Regions from separate parts of the Ovis aries genome. Here region 2 is linked to region 1. A link is a contact called in public Hi-C data. All regions are on one chromosome and are shown on one strand. Each heading gives the region's core, a stretch centred on a gene start, on an enhancer-like site or on the middle of the called end of the contact. The rest is flanking DNA. Distances are from core to core; before and after follow the strand shown.

Region 1 (3,755 bases), core at 773-3,272:
AGGAAAAGCAGCGGACACAGCGGGGACTGTGCAGCCCCTGGTGCATAAAGGTCAGAGGACAGACCTCGCAGCAGGCAGGTCAGGCAGTCAGACCAACCAAGCAAGTTCTCTGCTGTGCACCCCAGGAGCTGAGCCCAGCTGAAGTCACAGGACCACATGTACTGTAGGCTCCATTTTGGGGGATGGGGGTTCCAAACATTCCCCCCCTGACTTCAGAGGCTCATTTTTATCATTTCTACTTTCTCTCCTTCATTTAATTCACTGCACTTTAGCTCCTGCCCCAAATGATCACCAGAACTGTTCTCATTTAGGGGCCCAGAGTGCTCCACACTGATCACTCTGGAGGGCTTCTCTGCCCTGTCCTTCCCTGTCTCTGCGGTAGCCAACACTGCTGGTCACTCCCTCCTTATAACTATCTGCCCTTGCAGCTTCCACACACCATTCTTCCCTGATTCACCTATCTTTCTATTCCCTCATCTCTTTACAAGTGGAAGGTTTCCTCTTCCGCTTGCCTCTGTGGCATTCCCATGGTGCCATCTTTCATCTTTACTGAGTTCTTCATCCAAACCTCACAATCTCATCTGCCATTACAGGTTAGAACAAAGAAATTCATGTCTTCATGTAGTGAGCTGATCTCCAGACCTCTGTAACCAACTGCCACCTAAACACCCCAGACAAACCTCAAACTCAACCTATCCCAAAGCAATCTGACTACCTTTCCCAATAAACCAGTTCCTCTCTCCGTACTTCTCATCTTGGTGAAGAGCCAAATACACAGGCCAGAATCATCCCCAAGTCTTCCCTCTCACCCACTGCCCATATTAAGACACCAAGAATTACTGATTCTATTTCTTTCAAGGTATCTGTCCCCAGTCCCCACCCTCACCATTTCTACAGCCACTTCAATTCTTCTTGGCTAAAGGGCAAAGGCCTCTGTCCTCAAGCGTCTGCCACTTTTTCAGTCTACCTTCATTCTTACAAACAAAGTACCCTTTAAAAGATAAAAATCTGGTCATCTCATTATCCTGCTTCTAATCTTCCCACTGTCCGCACACAGTTTTTAAACTTTCTTAGTTCAACCTTCAGAACCCACTGACATCTCCTGTTTGTCAGTCTCTCTAGGTTCAAATGCCTTCATGTCCCCTAAGCACTCATATTCCAATCAAATGAAACTGCAAATATTACACAGGAAGTACTTCCTGATTACAGGCTCCAGCATATCATGTTCCCTCTGCTTAGAAAGCATGTGCTCACTTATATCTGGCTATTACCTTATATGAAAACCCAGTGTCACCTCCCACAGGCAAAATGATACACTCAAATTCTGACACTTCAGTGTCTCTCTGCTATGTCCCAACTGCCATAGCACTTACATTGTAGCTATTCATCTTTGTATCCTTACTAAGACAAACCTACCATGAGACAAACATGAGTTGAAAACAAAGAGCTAGAGTAGCAATGACTTGCAGGAGACGTTCCAGAGAGAGACACTGTTCACACAGCAGGGAGACAAGGGGCGAGATTCCAGGCTCTCTAAGCAGAGTAACCACATTCCAGATGTTAGTGAAACCTGCACCCATCTATCTACCCTGAGCTTTGCTGCCTCCAGATTACTCTTGGACTTTGACACCTAAAGTCAAATAAAACATGGTTCCTATCAAACTCTCAAGAACTTCAGCAGTGGAGGTTTTTAAGCAAATTAATGGAGCCCCAGTTTGTAGTACTAGAACCAGGTCATTAAGGGGCTATTATCTTGAATCTCCTCTTCCTGAAAAAAGGATAAGAGAAAAACTCTAGCAGGGGATATTCAGAAAAAAGAATTAAAGAGCATTTCAGCAGTTTCTGTTACCCACGTGATTCCTGTCTTAAAATGCACTGGCTAGCACAAGTGATCCAGGTCTTGATAGCCTGTGGCAAGCAGCCCCCTGAGTCATAAGGCACTGAGGCCAGATGAATTCCAATGGGCTGTAGATAGTTTGCCTGCTTCCAGAGGAGCCAGACCCAGCTACAGTGAAAGGAGCCTGCAGCCCCCTCTACTGGTTGTTTTCAGAACAACACTGCCTGGAGCTTTTGCAAGGGTATGTTAGAGCCCTGGCATGTTCATGTCTCTCGGGAAACAACCTTTAATGAAGGCAATGGCACCCCAGTCCAGTACTCTTGCCTGGAAAATCCCATGGATGGAGGAGCCTGGTGGGCTGCAGTCCATGGGGTAGCTAAGAGTTGGACACCATTGAGCAACTTCACTTTCACTTTTCACTTTCATGCATTACAGAAGGAAATGGCAACCCACTCCAGTGTTCTTGTCTGGAGAATCCCAGGGACGGGGGAGCCTGGTGGGCTGTCGGCTATGGGGTCGCACAGAGTCGGACACAACTGAAGCGACTTAGCAGCAGCAGCAGGCTCTAAAGGGTCAAGAAAGAGTTTACAAATCCGGTGTTCATTCCCCCTTCCACCTTTTTTCTTTTCCCCTAAAAGCTCATATGTGGGGAAAATCAGAGAGAGACTGTGCATGCCTAGGGAAAGGCGCACACTCAGAAGAGACCTGAGAAGACCTTGAGTTCATACCTCAAGCTGACTCTCAGCACAGAAACAACCCACTACAGTACAAAAATAGTAAACAATAAACAAAAGTCAGAAAGCCTAAGGAAAAGGAAGAAAATCTGATTTTGAGCTACGATTTTATTAGATCAAGTATCCAGTTTTCAACAAAGAATTCACAAGGTAAACAAAGAAACAGTTAAGTATAGCCCAGGCAAATACATAAACAAATTAACAGTCTCTGAAAAAAACCCAATAAAAAGTCTACTAGACAAAGGCTTTAAAACAACCATCTCAAAAATAAATAAAACATTAAAGATGCTCCAAGAATTAAAAGATGTGGAGAAAGTCAAGAAAACAATGCATAAACAAAATGGAAATATCAATAAAGAGACAGAAAGAAACAAAGAGAAATTCTGGAGCTGCAAAGCACAGTGACTAACATGAAAATGACTAGAGGGACTCGAAGGCAGATCTGAACAGGCCAAACAAAGAGTCAGTGAACTTGAACAGAAAAAAGGATTAAAGAGAAGTGAATAAAGCCTGGAACACCACGTGATGAACCAACATACACATTTTGAAAGTCCCAAAAGGGACCACGTGACCATCAAGAGCCGAACAGTTAAAGAAGGTATGGTGTGTGCGCGCGCGCACACACACACACACACACACACACACTCACGCATGCATGCACGCACGCACACACACTATGGAATATTACTCAGCCATAAAAAAGAATGAAATACCATTTGCAACAACATGAATGGACCTAGAGATTATCACACTAAGTAAGTCAAAGACAAATATATCACATGTGGAATCTTAAAAAAAAAAAAAAAAAAGGTCCCAAATAAACTTACTTACAAAACAGTAAAAGACTCAGACACAGAAGACAAACTTACGATTACCAAAGGAAGGGAGGGGTAAATTAGGAATTTGGGATTAAGAGATACACATTCACTATATATAAAACAAATAAACAACAAGGACCTCTTATACAGCACAGGGATCTATATTCAATATCTTGCAATAACCTATAATGAAAAAGAATCTAAAAAGAACATATATATATATATGGATAACTCAATCAATATGCTGTACACCTGAAAGTTATACAACACTGTACATCAACCATATTTCAGTTTAAAACTTAGTCTTTAAAAAACAACAACAATAAAAACAAAGCCTTGGGAATATGTAGAAAAATTATCAGAGTT
Region 2 (3,935 bases), core at 1,174-3,673, 120 kb before region 1:
CAGCCAATGCAAGATATGCGGATTCAATCCCTGGGTTGGAAACATCCCCTGTAGAAGCAAATGGTGACCCACTCCAGTATTCTTGCCTGGGAAATCTACAGACAGAGGAGCCTGGCAGGCTACAGTCTATACCGTCAAAAAGAATTGGACACAACTTAGCAACTAAACAACAGCAAATTCTATCAAGTGAACTATGTGTCAAAGAAGCACAGAACTGCTGAACTTTAGCACTCAAAAACAAAGAACAAACAAAAGAGCTATTACATTCATAAGAATTTTAGTTGACTTCCCATAAAAACAATGACAACCAATAAAATAACATATTCTGAGTGCTGAAAGTAAAACAAGCAAACAAAACTAAAAAACCTGTCAGTCTAGAACTTTACACCAAGCAAAATATTCTCATATAATGAAGAAGAAATAATGACATTTTCAACATGGTTGCATAAAAACAATGAAATGGCTACGCTTACATGAGACAAAGGAGATTTCCAGAGAGAAACATCAGAGATGATGAGACACACTCCATAGTAAGAGCTAATTACTTACAAATATATAAAAAGGTATGCTCCTAATGATACAGATTCAAAGCACAGGAAGCAAAATAGATAGAAATAAAAGAACAAATTCACATCTTTATCCAAAAACTGATAAAATTAGACCCCCCCCCAGCAATAAGAATTAGAAGATCTTCTAAGCAATAAGAATTAGAAGATCTGAGCAACACCAAAACAACAGGACCTAATCAATATTTATAGAATTCTGCAACAATTGCAGAATATACATCCTCTCAAGTGACATGTGAGAACATATGCTGGCCACAAAGCAATTTTCAATATATTTCAAAGGACTGAAACCACACTAGCGTATTCTCTAATTGTAATGGAATTAACTTAGAAACCAACAATAAAAAGCGCATCAGAAAATTTCCAAAGATTAGGTTGAAAAGCACCATTCTAAGAAGTCTGGGCTTTATCCTATAGTACTAGTGGAGCTACTCAAGGTTTACACAAGGGAATAGTGTGTTCAGATACATTCAGATTTGAACTTTTAAAAAAGTAATTGTCACTGAATATTTTTTTAAATGTAGAAGAATGAATACACTCACATACACAAAGGAGAATAAAGCATAATTCATGTGAAAAATGAGGAGAAACTGAAATAAGTAAGGTAGCTAAATAAGAGCTGAGTCAAGATACTTTCAAATATATAATCAAGGGGGCCTGGTGATTAATTAATTACATGTCATCTGCAAAGCTAGGTAATCCTAACTAACTTTGATCACTAGACAAACAAATGCTATGCATGGAGACAGGAAAAACATACAGAAGTTTTTGAAAACACAGGTGTGCATTACAGGCTCTCCTGTTAATGCAAGAACATTGATTCCAACAGCTGTAGCTTCTCTTTTTTTCAGTGTGTCCTTTTTTTAAAAAAAAAATTATTTTAATTAGAGGATAATTACTTTACAATATTGTGATGGTATTTGCCATACATCAATATGAACTGGCCGTAGGTATACACGTGTCCCTTCCATCCTGAAGCCCCCACCCTCTTCCCTCCCTACCCTATCCCTCCACGATGTCACGGAGCACCAGCTTTGGGTGCCCTTCCTGTCTGGTTCAGGAATATAAACCAACTCTCTCTCCCACCTAACTTAATATTCAAGTTCCTTCTTGTTTGCTCTGTCGGTTCTGTACACTGATATGTGCTTTTCTATTTGACTCTTTGTTCTTCCTTAGTACTATCTAATCTGGTTTTCAACTGGATATTCCATTCACACTTGGATTTGCTTTTCAGCTCACTGTTCAGGTTTAGTAACCAAGTCTGTTACCGCTCTGTTTGGGGCTTGACCCATGTGTCCTGAGGACTCTGCTTCCTGGCTCACAGACAGTGCAAATATAGATAAACACAGCCTAATCTCGCCCCTATTCTAGATTCTTGCTCAGTTTAGAGAACAATCTGTCGAGCTTCTATCAGGGAACAGGTATGGACAATAAATTCATTTTGGACATTGAGTTTGAAGTACTTGCGAACAACCAGGTGGAGCGATACAGAAAGCAGCTGAAAAAAATGAGTTTGGGGCTCAAGAAAGAGACCCTAGGAGATACAGATTTATGATAATCAGCAAATAGATTGTAATCAAAGTCACACGAGTGAATGAGCTTTTCAAGGAGACTATAAAACAGAAGTTCTTAATCTGATGGGCTTTAGAGACATCTATGAATCCATTAAAATTATAGAATAAAATTTTCTCTATATATATGTTATCTTATTTCTCAGACAGGGACCCATAGTTTTATCAGATCTCAAAAGTCTATAAATCTAAAAAGATTAAAAACCCAAGGGGAGGGAGATTGCTAGAATGTAACATGGGGAGGGAGATTGCTAGAATGTAACATGGGGAGGGAGATTGCTGGAATGTAACCTAGAGGGCGCTATTTACTGAAATGTGCTACAATTTGGGGATTAGAGACCTCAGTGATGGGAAAGGACATGGAATATTAGTTAGCATTTCATTTCCAGTTTACCATCTGAGTCAGAATAGCCATGAAGCACATGATTTTCTATTTAAAATTGAGCAACATGTCTCCAAAATACACTGACTCAGACACCAATACTTCTAGACTATCCAAAGTTGTATGAAAAACACAATTTTTAGGCCTAGAACTTTGGATTCTATATTCCCAGTCAAAATGTGAATTTTTCCCCTACTCCCAACCCATAAATAAAGGGCACAATCTCCCCAGCCATCTTCTTTCTCTGGAGTCAATCTCATGTCACAGCTGACAAGCGAAGATCAATTTTTAAGCATTACTTTATGAAACTTCACAATCATCAATGCTGGATATATTAGCATCTGAGCTTTTACAGAAAAAAGCCTTGAAAATATGTAGCTTTGAAAAACCACAAAACAAGGATGTCGGCTCTATGTTTTATTACAAAAAGCTCAAAAATGCAACTATGTTTCACACTTTATCTTTTTTCTCCCAAAATTACTTGTTACTTTAGAGATAGACAGGGTTAGGGAGGGAGGCTTTTTCCAGCCTATACTTCGAAACTCTTCAAAAGCCACAAATGTGTATGAAACAAACTCTCTAGTCACAAGGATTCAAACCACAGCATTCTTCCCTACTTAACCACTCAAGCAAGCCAAGAACAGTCTAACCAGCCAACTCACATGCAGGAAAACTATAATGTCTACTGCTTAGGAAACCTCTAAATATAATTTATACATGTACCTTGGTTTATAAAAACCATTTTAGTATGTACACAAGCAAAAGCTACGAATTACCAATCACCAAGAAATTAAAAACGACTATGATAATGGATGCTGGACTGTGTACTGTCTTTAGCAGAACATAACTGACAAAACTTTAACACACATAAAACTTTTTTTAAACTTAGGAAATAGTTTCATAAAAGAATATATAGATGCAGGTAATAACTGGAAATGTTCGATTATATTAATCAATGAAACCTATTGAAATTAGCAAAAATCTAAAAGAAAATCACCTGTATTATGCTGCTAGTTCAAAAGACTAAAAAATCTTTATCAACATATATCATGCACCTCAAAATTTTAGATACTCTGACATAGTTTAATTCCACTCTCATTATTCTAACCTTTAAAAAAAGAACCCACTAAAATGCAGTATGTGCAAAGATGTTCACTGCAGCACTGCTTGCCAAAGAGTAAACTGTAAACAACAAAAGAAAAACAGTGAAATGAATATACAACACATACTAGGGAAACCTCATTCATTCATTCACTTTTCATTCATTCATTCACTTTTCATTCATTCATTCACTTACTGCTGTGTTTCAATTTAAAGTGGTTCATATAATGATTTATTTATACAACCATGAAAATTATGTTAAAAAACATGTGCACAATGAGAAAATGCTCATGAATATTAAGCGGAAAGGGTGGG

Evidence for each region. A called contact is a pair of places that touch in the nucleus more often than the background predicts.
Region 2: a Hi-C map of liver shows a contact between it and region 1, with 2.6 times the contacts expected there. The contact joins two enhancer-like sites. A contact is called at or near these places in 3 of 16 Hi-C or Micro-C datasets (liver, skin fibroblasts and tail adipose tissue).

The regions. Positions count from the first base shown.
Region 1 is chr24:28,513,183-28,516,937 of ARS-UI_Ramb_v3.0, reverse strand. All of the region lies in intron 5 of CRCP (CGRP receptor component), which reads right to left. Among named protein-coding and RNA genes, the nearest start is that of CRCP, 30 kb to the right of the region's middle. Within about 2 kb of position 2,022, at least 15 of the 54 cell types and tissues checked have an H3K27ac peak or open chromatin away from gene starts, as enhancers often do. A contact at or near this core is called in liver, where this site is marked.
Region 2 is chr24:28,636,244-28,640,178 of ARS-UI_Ramb_v3.0, reverse strand. The region is part of intron 3 of TPST1 (tyrosylprotein sulfotransferase 1); the gene reads right to left. Among named protein-coding and RNA genes, the nearest start is that of KCTD7, 35 kb to the left of the region's middle. Within about 2 kb of position 2,423, at least 5 of the 54 cell types and tissues checked have an H3K27ac peak or open chromatin away from gene starts, as enhancers often do. A contact at or near this core is called in liver, where this site is marked.